Regions from separate parts of the Arachis hypogaea genome. Here region 2 is linked to region 1. A link is a contact called in public Hi-C data. All regions are on one chromosome and are shown on one strand. The core of a region is the stretch at or near the end of the contact, and the rest is flanking DNA. Distances in the headings are between cores, read along the strand shown.

Region 1 (5,932 bases), core at 2,760-5,259:
ATGCATTATTTATTTTTATTCTTATTCTTATAAAATGAAACATAAATGATAAATCCGCTTAATCTAAGTTTACACTCTTTGTAACGATAAATTTGTGAGTAGACCGGACACATGATTGATGATTGAATATGTTAATAACTTAATATATAATCACATTTTTTCTTTTTAATTTTGTTGTCGTAAAAGTTAAAAAAAATTCTGACATGGGGGGTTAACCCCGGAGAGAATCCATGCCCCTGTGATCTCTACCTTCACGACCATTTGATACCCTTTTGGTGGCACCCTATTCTCTCTCACACTCCATTGCATCAGTGTCCTTTTGAAGCTTTAGACGAACAATGATAGGTCCCTCTCGTCATAAACGCCTTTGTCTGACTGCTTTTGTTCATAAGAACTGATTCAAAGGACACCGTTGATTGAGACTATTCATCACCATCCCTTTGATATTTCCGAGATAATAACAATATTAATAATAAAAAATAAAACTCACTTTGCATCTCTCTGCCAAACATAACACCCCCTACAAGAGTTAATTTCTCTTGCCCTTTTTTTTAATTTCACTTATTATTTGTTTATCATTATATAAGCAATAAGCAAAAAGCAATTATAGCTAGGAATTTTGTGGCAACGTTTTTTTGTCAAAAAAACAAGCATTGCCCTATTAAGGAACCAAACCTAGCATCTTACCTTAGCAAAGTTATCAAACGCCTAACCCTATCCGATCCCCAACACAAACAAGGAACAAATTGACAAAACCATGTGTGTGTGATAGCAATACATCCCAAATTAAGAAACGAATAGGTGCTGTCACAAATGTACCATAGCGCAAGGGAAAAAAATAAAAATAGTAACAATGTAATAAATATACATATAAATAATATTTATAAATGATGATAATAATTTGAGTCAGAGGGCAGAATCTATAGTATCTAGAGTTAAAAGATTTTTGCGTCGGTTTGTTAGTTTGACTGAGGCAGAGCAAGACCAGTGAATTCCCAAATTGGGTTTCCTTTTTTTCCATTTTATCCCTTCTTTCACCTCCATGGTAAAGTTATGGTTTTTGTATGGGCTTACTAAAACAATAGAGACTAGAATGCACCCATTTGTTTGTACATATATATAAATATAAATATAAGAAATATGCTCACAAAAAAAGGGAGGAGGTGGAAGAGATTAATTAATTAAAATAATTAATTAATTATTTGAATGTGGAAAAAGAAATGATGGATTAAGAGGGTCTCATGAGAGTGTGGAAGCCATTTTTGTGGATCCAACCTTGGGAGGGTGTTAAAATCTGCGGCGGGAATCCTGATGATGCTGCAGCAGCAGTTGCTAACAAATGTGGAGGCCCTCCTCCAGCTCCTGCTTGCCACTGTACATGTTGTTCTTGATCGCTCATTGATGATGACAGCGAAAGCTCGCTTCCAATTCGGCCTCCTTTGCTGCTGCTTGGAAACTGCACATATATATGCATCATCATGTTTTTCACACAACACAATGTAATCAAATCGAATTCAAGTATCTATACTAACATGAAAATTTGGTGGAAACGCGTGTAGCATTTGATGCGGAGTGTCTCCAGCTGCATGATGGGATCTATAATAAGGACCGTATCTATGCATTTCGTTTGAGAGCGGAAATTGAGTTTGATGCAGCCGCGGCATTGGGGCCATGGCTTCACTCTCACGCTGTCCATGCTGCTCTATGTTGCTTCTACTACTACATGGTTTTGGTAGTATATTCACCAGCTGAAATATATAATAGTGCTAATCAGAATAAAATTAATCGCTTTATATAATTAGTATCATAATAATAATACCTTATGCTTGTTATTGTTGGCTCCCTCATTGTGCCAATCCGTTGTCCCCAGTGCTTGATTACTGCTATGCTTTGAACTTGGATTGCCCAAACTTAGATCCAGATTGTGATCTGCTGCACCGTTGCCTCCTGACGATTCTGCCGTGGTACATATTTATTTAATTAATTAAGAACGAGAATGTTTATAATAAGAAAATATATGTTATAATTACCAGAATTAAGCTCGTTTTCATAGATGCTGGGATCAAAATTGGTGACGGCCTCTTTGCCATTGCATTTGATTGCTGCTTTGTCATAAGCCCTACAATCAAAACCCTAGCATGATGCATTTATTTAAATTGAAATTGGGAATAACAAAATTGAGAGAAGCAGATACCTGGCAGCTTCAATCTCAGTATCAAAGAGGCCCAGATAAACGTACCTAATAAAATAAAATAAAATTGAGGGTAGCTTAGCAAAATAGATGAAATTGAAGGGGAGAAGGGGGGAAGAGGGGGCATACTTTTTGCCTAGAAATTGGCCCATACGAGCCTCCCATCTTCCACACTTGTGCAAGGTAACACCTCTATATTTGGAACTTCCTCTTGGAAAGCCAGTGCTTTGTCGCCGAAGCACGTGCACAAATTCTTCCTTTGTCAAATTCGTCATCTATTTATTATTTTACACAACACACCACCATAAGGAGAATAGAGATGCAAATGAAATGAATGAATTAATTAATTGATGAATCACCTGCTTCAAGTCTTCTTCGTAGTCTTCTATGTTGAAGTTAATGTCAGCCTCCACTCCGCGGAACTTAATTGCCGCTCTATCATAAGCACTGTCGAAAGCAGAAAAATGAATTAAGAAAGGTGAGGAGAGAGAAATATATATGGTGGCTGGCTCGCTCACTCACCGAGCAGCTGCATGTGCGGTGTCAAATCCACCTGCACAAATTTTACCCAGACAAAAGAGAACCAATTATTTCATCAGTTACCGTTCAAAAATCATCATTTCAAATAATAATAAAATTAAAGAAAAACATACATGTACTTACCCAGATAAACTTGTTTTCCACAATCCCTGCAGCGTGAAGGACAAACATGTATGAGAATCAAACATAATGAAGGAAAAGAAAGAAGGCATTTATTTGTTTGTTACTATGCTAACTAACTAACTGACGGATCAAATATGAGATTCCCAACGACCCGTTCTTCGGTAAAAGGTGACTCCTCTATACTGTGAGCTCCGAGACCTTGGTCCTCTCCGGCTCTTCTTCATAGGCTGAGAGACTTCCACCGCCGCCGATTTCCCACCGCCCCCAACTACTGCTTCCGATTGGCAGAACTTCACGCCAACCCAGTGAGCTCGAGGGAACGACGACGACGACGAGCTTCCTCCTCCTCCTCCTCCTCCGCCACAGCCGGAGTCCTCCACCGGGAAAAACTGGTGGGTGACGGGAGGGTTGTCGTCACCGTCCATGGGGGTGACGGAGAAGCCGAATATCTTGCTGCTACTGTTGATGTTGTTGAGAGTAGTTGTTGTTCTGCTGGCTTGTTCTTCGTCTTCTTCGGATCCGTCTTCTAGGAGGACTGCAGAGGAGCTGGAATTGGAGGCAGATCGGAGGGTCTTGCCTCTGACGTCATCGTCCATGGAAGTAGTGGTAGTCTTGGGTGAAGAACAAGCTTCTTCAGAGTCGTAGTCCTTTCTGTGGTCGGGAGAGTCATTCAGATCCCACATTCTTCCGTTTCTTGTTTCAAGTTTGAACACTTGTTTCAGCCTTCAGGTAGCTACTATATAGATAGAGCCTCAGGCATTAGCGAGAGAAAGAAAATATATCGAAATTAAAGTACAAGGAGATTTATGATTCATGGTACTCTCTCTCTCTCAGTTTCTTCTTGCTCTGGTTTGGATGCAAGCCAAGGCCCAAGTGAGTGTGTGTGGACTTTAATTGAGAAAGAGAGAGAAACTGAAAGAAAGAAAGATGAAAGAAGGGGAATGAGAAGAAGAGAGAGAGAAGAAAAAATCAAACCTAGGACGAGAGAGAAGGGTAGGTGTTGGGAAAAAGGGCAATAATAAAGAGGGAGAAGGTGAAGGATCTTTGTATTCCCTTAACTGCCCAATACAGCATAGACGAGGCCAGTTTCAGCAACCTTACCCGAAACCATCACTTCCTTCCTTGCTTTCCTTATCACCCTCTTCCTTCCTCTTTTTCTATATGCTAATAATAACTCTTCTACAAATATATTTCAACCATCTTAATTCTATTTAAAAATAAATTAAATAATATATTTATACACATATATAGGCTTTTTTTTAATTTGTATTCATAAAATATTTTTTATAGGTAAATATTTTAATTAAGACTCTATAAATTACAATTATTTTTGTATAAAAATATTTTTTTATTATTAAATAATAAATTATAGCATCTGATTTTACAATGTTATAAAAATACTATTTTTATCTAAAAGTATTGCTATTTTTTTAAATTGTTATTTTTTTATAAACAACACTTGTAAAGGGTGATTAAACAAAGAAAAAGTATAGAGAGTCAATAAAATATTTGCATACAGTGAAAATTTAGGGAGTATTAGAAATATAATCATTAATGTTATATTTTTCTATCAGTTTAAGCTTTTGGATGAGTGGTTGCATGACATTGTATTAAAGTTTTAGATCCGAAAAGTCAAAAGTTCGATCCTTGGAATAAATAGTTTTATGACATTACTCTTAAACAAATATTTGTATGAAAATATGCTTTTGACATTTTTTCATTATAGTATGTGTCTTTTTATATATCAAATATATTAAAAATTAACATTTCTTCATTGAAAAATATATACAATATTATGTTATTGTCAATTACCCTTATATATTAGTGTAAAATTTAGTTGACTTCAATATTAAATCAATATAGATTATTGTTATGGTGTCTATAATTCTATATCTAAGTATCTAATACAAATATAAAAGAGTAGAGTCTATTTATAATTTCTCTCTTAACACCAAAAACTGATCGTATTTAAATAAGTTAGACAAAAATTTAAAAAACATCATAGAATTTCCCATCATTATATACTTAAAGTTGAACGACTACTTATAAAATTATTTGTAAATTATTTATTAAAAAATGTCCCTAAATAATCACATGTGCATCAATTTATTTTAAAAAGTTCACACTCTTCAAATTGATTGCTAAAAATTACAATCATAAATCAAATTAGTTATTCTCTCTCATAAATGTTGATATGTCATAAAATAATTTATATTCTTTTATGATTATATAACTAACGAAAGGATCGCATAACTTATGTTTACAGAATAGTTTGAGGAGTCTAATGTTTCAAAAGCCAAACTAATACATGCATGATATTTATGGATTATTTAGACTATTAATCCATATTATTGGCTAAAAGATTAATTTTGATACCTTGATTGTATAAATATTTTTATATAATTATTTAATTAAATTTATGTATTTAAATAATTTTTTAAATAATAAATTTAAAAATTTGTTACTTTCGCTTATGTGTCAATATAGGATTAATTATATGTGTAAAATTTTTTTACATTGACAGCATATAAAAATTAAATTAAAAATAATTATATTTTAAATTTTGAAATATTAAAAATGTTTTTATTTTATTTATTATTGAAAAATATATTTACAAATATTTGTAGTGTGTTATATTTTTACTCCAACAATAATAATAATCACAGCTAATTTTTATTTATGAACTGTTGTTTTGCTTCTTCCAAAGGACAAAGTGGTTAATTTCTTCTTTTGTGCACCAATGATGTTTTGGTTATTTTTATATTGTGTTTTAAATTCACTGCACGGTCACTTTTTGATAATAATGAAATGAATGAATGAATGAATGAGAGTAGGGAAATCCCGAAAGAGAAGAAGCATCTCTTTCTCAAACAACTTTCCCACGTTAACGAAATCGAAAAGCATTGAAATCCTTGTGGCTCCATGGAATTACCCTGGATGGATAATAGACACACCAGACAGAGGAAGGACCAAGTCCAAAAAAGATGTATCATTACTGAAAATTACCTTTTGTTAGTTAGTCTCTAATCGGTTAAATCATTTGCATCAATCACTCGTAATAATAATAATTATTATTCA
Region 2 (5,550 bases), core at 2,807-5,306, 47 kb before region 1:
GTGGAAAAATTGAATCCATACCCTTTTTGGTTATCGTGTTAAAATAAAGAATATTTTTGTTATCAATTATGTAGGCCTTTTTGTCTCCCAACCAAACACTGTTCAAAAGAGTAAAACTAAAAAAAAACTGTTAAAAAGACAAAAGAAAAAAAAATACAAAGGGTTATAGTTGACCAAAACTATAAAAAAATGTGAATTACGGATTTATTAGATAACTCATTTTTCTTTAACCAACAACTAATAAAATAATGAATGATTACCAATCTTTTTCTATAAACTTATTTTACGATACAAGTATATTACAGTTTACCATTGATTACATTTTAAAATTTAAATTTAATAGTAGAATGGATTTAGTCAGATATATATTTAATTGCATTTTAATATTATTTTATATTGGTGGCTGATTTTGGTGTGCATGTTTTAAGATTATTTGAAATACGAGTGATTGAGTGTAACACAAGCTGTGTGCATGAGATTAGGAGTATTCAAATTTAAACCGATTTAAATTAAACTGCTCATCCAATCCAATTTAAACCGAAAATTGATTAAAACCGTACTAATTTGGATTTGATTGGATTTTATTTTTTGTAAACCGTTGGATCGTATCGAATTTCGGATCTACTTTTCATAACTGATCCAATCCAATCCAAATCGCACAATGTGCTATAATATTATTATTTTTTTATTATTATATTTACAACTATACTTATAACATGTTCAATTTGTTATACATTTTTATATTATTCATATATTATTATTATTTAATAAATATTTTATGTTCAAAATATTATTTATTTATTTATTTATTTTAACTAACCTATAATTTTATTTCTATTTTTATGTTATCGTTGGCTTTTTAAGATATTGTTGAAACTTGTTATGTCATTGTTAATTATTTAAAATTTGATGTTGATACTTGTTATATGTATTTAATTTTTTTAATTTACCAAATCGTAAATACAATCCAATCCAAACCGCTTGAAATTGGATCGGATCGGATTAGATTTTTTTAAAAAAATAATCCAATCCAAACTACACCACAAGTAAAATTAGTGTTCGAATCGGATGAATTTTTGACTTAAAACCGATCCAAACCGCACCGCAAACACCCCTACATGAGATCAATGATACTTATTGTGCTCATCAAGATTTTCAAAGCCCTAAAGGGAAATTAAACAAAATTAAATTTGACCTTAAATATATAATAAGCATTATGCTTAGCTTTGCAAAAAGAATAAGGTAGTGACAACTTGACAGTTGGAAATGATAATTTCACACAAGTTGGTGAAAAGTTTGTATTGAGCACCAAACGTTGTTCCTATTAACAGAAAGAAAAATAGTGCACCCTCCAAAGTCCATGTCCATCACATTCAATACACAAATAAATTCGGCCAAAACAAGAAATCACCAAGTGAATAATCTCCAAACGATCCCAAAAACTTTACTTTTGCATCTTTTGGAGAAAAAAGTAGGTTCCCCACCCTCCTCCACTTTTATTCATTTTGGGTGTTCACAAAAGATTATTGTTAGTTCATGACCACCCACCTACCTCTTTATTTTGGCCACAACAATTGGTTATAAAAACGACTGACCAAAAGTCTTCCATTTCCCTTATTAGAAACTCGTAATCCTCTCTGCTTCGAATTTCTCCCAGATGAAATAACCCAATCATACGTTTCTTCTCTTCCAATAATAATAACGTCACAATACATGCATGTTTAATTTCTATGTTTTTTTCCCCTACAGTTCAGATAATTACATTTCACTAAAATGAAATACAATGTTCAAAGAGAGACAAATCAAAGAAAAAAGGGAATTGTGCATGTATGTATAAAATCACTTTTCACTTTTCATTTATAATAATGGTTAAACATATAAAGAAAATTTATCATAAAATGTTTTGGTATACCTAAAGTTCAACCATGATATAGCTAGCATACGAAAATTATCACGTATTCCTGTTGCAGAATTTCATGTTCTTGTGAACTATCAAGTTTCCGGCAATACTTTTGTTTTCTAGTGAGTTTTCAGATTACCATATTCTTCCTTGAAGTAGAAATTATACAATTGGGCAACTGAGAATAATTCACATAGGAATAGGATGGCTCTTGGCTTCAAATATTTGTGGCTTAACTAGTGGCCTAATTTTGACTCATTTAAAGTGTATAAAATTAGGTGATAAAATAGCTCAACATTTCTATTTGTAATGTAGAGTGTTTGAAAATATTTTTATTTTTATGTAAATTTGAAAACAATTATTTTACATATTAATATTATTATAGAGAGAGAGGATGAGAGTGCAAGAGAGGAAACGAGAGCGTGTGAGGTGGAAAAACATCGGGTGGGAAAGAACTCTACAGAGTAAATATGATAAAGATTCTGGGATTTGGAATAAAGAAGAGTATCAACAATTGGAGCTTGATTCTTTTTTTGTTTTTGTTGACAATCTGCCAGAAGATATATCAAAACGAGAACTCTTTAATTTGTTCAAATGGACAGGTAGAATCATAGACATATATTTGTCGTGGAAGAATAAAAATAAACAGATCTATCTGTTTACATTCATATGGTATACTACAAAAGGAGAAGTATTGAAGGTTGTTGCAGATATGAACAGGTGGGTGCTGAGAGGCAAAAGACTATTTGTTAGAGAAGCAAAATACAGAAGGGGAGCTATGATGCAGAATAGGAACGACAAAGAAGTGACGGAGACCACAAGACATGATACAGGAAGAAGCGATCCATTGAATAGGAGTGCAAGAGCAACTGAAGAGAGAGAGGTGAGGCAGTCGAGTGGTGCACCAATCAAGGATCCAAATAATAATGGATGGACAAAGAAAATAGAAGTACCCATAGCGAATGAGAACGTCGTCTGGTTGTAAAGAAGTATTGTCGGAGGTACGAAGATGGCGATCGACTTCAACGTCCTGCAGGAAAATATTCATAACGAATGGTCAGGGGTAACACAAGTAAGGGAGTTGGGAGCTTATAAAGAAATGATAACTTTTGACACTATGTTGAGTGTTAAAGAAGCCTACACCTTTCGTATGAATGATTTATTAAGGTTATTTTATATGGTATGGAGATGGGATGAGACAGAGAGAAGCGAGTCTAGAAGAGTTTGGTTGGAATGTTATGGAGTTCCATTACATGCGTGGTCAACAGACACTTTTCACAGGATAGGGGAGCAATGGGGGCAAGGTGGTTAAGCTCGATAAATTAACGAAGTCGTGTAATTCATTTAGTGTGGATCGAATTCTGATTGATACGTGCATTTTTTATATGTTTAACTTGTGAATTCACATTACAATAGGTGCAAGTGGATTTGACGTCCTCGTAAGAGAAGTGGGTGGAGAGGTGTATCGAGAAAAATGCTTTCGGGAGAGAAATAAGGAGCTAGGGGACAGACAAACAATAAATGCTGAAGAGATGCAACATGAAGGAAATGGTGAAATGTTGAATTATGGTGACGGATGGCTGGTGGCTGAACGGGACCAGGCGGCAGTGCTCATGCTGAAAGTTTGCAGGAATGATGAACATGAGAAAGACAGATTAGTAAATTCATTTTTAGATTTGAATTAATGGAATCATAAGAATTTAAATCTGCATTATGGAAAGGATGATTGTGCGGCATTTAAGGAAAATGAGGATTCTCAGGGATTAATGAAAATTAATCAGGAGGTAGATTCAGATAAAACGGTAACTGACGTCTATGGGGAGCATTATGGCAACAAACCAAATGATTTTACAAGAGAGGATAATGGGCTGGAAGAAACTAAGTCCAATAAGGGTGGTAAGGGGCTTTAGTTTTGGGAGAAGGATATGGGCCTTTGGAATAGAGGCTCCAATTGCCTCTCCAACCGGGTTGGGCATGACCCATACTCCATGGTAACCCGGCAAAGGCTACAGGTTGGGGCTGCGACGATACTAATGCAGAGCTTCCACGAACCAAAAGAGCAGGGGATGCGATGGGGAATAGTGTGGAAGGGAGCGGTCAGCATCACGTGGCAGAAGCGGCAGAACTATCTCGACAGGGAAGGTAGCCTCCGATCGCAGATGCTATGCACGAGGAGCTTGAACGTGTAAGTGGCGCAAGGTTGGGACGCTGCACAACTTGGAGGCTCAATGAGGACAAGTTCGCTTAACAGAGGCGGCTACACGGGATGCGAAGGCTGGGGATTCGATGGAAGGAAGAACGCCGTAGGGGGAGCCACTGATGGGGAGAAAGAACTTTGCCAGTGGAGACGTGATATGGTACCCGATGCGGAACCTAGAAAAGCTCACGTGGTTGACCGTAGGTCTGAAGAGACAGGAAGGTTGCAAGTTATGGCGAAGGACCCGGGGGCAAGTGCAGTAGCTACTGGGCATGGTGAGGGTGATAACGTATACAGGAACCACAATGCACAGAACAAAGATTGGCAACTCCAAGATGGGATATGATTGAGACTGCAGGAAGGGAAAAGCTTGATAAATGGCGGGGCACAGGATAATGGCAAGGGAGAAGCGAAAGAATACGAGAGCTGTACAGAAGTAGGATCAGAGGCTGAGGTTGGGTTGGATGGTGGAAGTGGTTTTGATAGGGAGGAACAAAGTCTGAGTTGGAAAGAGGAAATGACTGAGAATAAAGAGGCTTGAAAATTAGCTGTAGAGTCCGGTGTTCAGTGCAGTGATGTGGAGGATATTATGGAAATTTTACAGGAGCAAAACGAGGCAATGGCTTTGATGCGACGACAGGCAAAGCAAAAAGAAAAAATACAAAGAAGCCGGCCAAAAATTTGCAAGCAGGTGTGTACTAATAATGTTAAATGATTTTAAGTTCTTGGAATATTAGGGGTTTGGGAGGTGCTAAAAAATTTAGTATGCTAAAGAATTTTAAAAATAAGTTTAGATTGGAAATGTTGAGATTGATAGAAACAAAAAAAGAAGTTGGTGACTAAATTTGATGTAATGTGTATTTGGGGTAGTGATAGAGCTGGTTGAGAGTTTGTAAGTTCAGTTGGGTCTTCCAGAGGGTTATTGTTAATATGGGATGAATCAGTCTTTAAATTGACTAATTGCTATAAAGGAGATAGATGAATGTGTGTAGAAGGGGTTGTGATAAAAGATGATTTTCATTGTACTATTTGTTTGGTGTATGGATCACATGTGAGAGCTGAAAAGATCTCAATATGGGAATAGTTGGGCTATGTTGTAGGGTTGTGTCAGGTGTCGTTATGTTATTTGGGAGATTTTAATGAAATTATGCATTTGGAAGAAAGAAAAGGAGCGACTAGCTTATCAGCGTCTGCTGAAGATTTTAGAGCATGGATAAATGATATGGAGCTGGTTGATCTGGCGTTAAATGATCGCAAGTATACATGGTTTAGGAGGCATTCGTGCAGTCGTATTGATAGGAGCCTAGTTACCCTTGGGTGGCTCGAGGTATATCCGACGACATGACTAAAGGGAGGTCCAAGAGGCTTATCGGATAACTGCCCATTGATAATGGAAGACAACATAAATTTTGATGGCCCAAGACCGTTCCGAAGTCTAGACTCGTGGTTCACG

Evidence for each region. Hi-C and Micro-C count contacts between places; a contact is called where the count stands out from the background.
Region 2: a Hi-C map of an unstated tissue shows a contact between it and region 1, with 5 times the contacts expected there. The contact joins the enhancer-like site here to the promoter of LOC112748547 in region 1. A contact is called at or near these places in 5 of 8 Hi-C or Micro-C datasets (leaf and an unstated tissue).

The regions. Positions count from the first base shown.
Region 1 is chr15:7,938,607-7,944,538 of arahy.Tifrunner.gnm2.J5K5, reverse strand. LOC112748547 (floral homeotic protein APETALA 2) reads right to left here and starts at 4,009. Exons shown (of 10, transcript XM_072217686.1): 1 at 2,985-4,009; 2 at 2,855-2,881; 3 at 2,714-2,744; 4 at 2,551-2,638; 5 at 2,321-2,466; 6 at 2,195-2,239; 7 at 2,031-2,119; 8 at 1,820-1,956; 9 at 1,533-1,748; 10 at 1,199-1,456. The coding sequence starts at 3,537. The coding sequence ends at 1,199.
Region 2 is chr15:7,986,472-7,992,021 of arahy.Tifrunner.gnm2.J5K5, reverse strand. No RefSeq gene overlaps it. Among protein-coding and RNA genes, the nearest start is that of LOC112748554, 4.9 kb to the left of the region's middle. Within about 2 kb of position 4,056, at least 1 of the 3 cell types and tissues checked has open chromatin away from gene starts, as enhancers often do.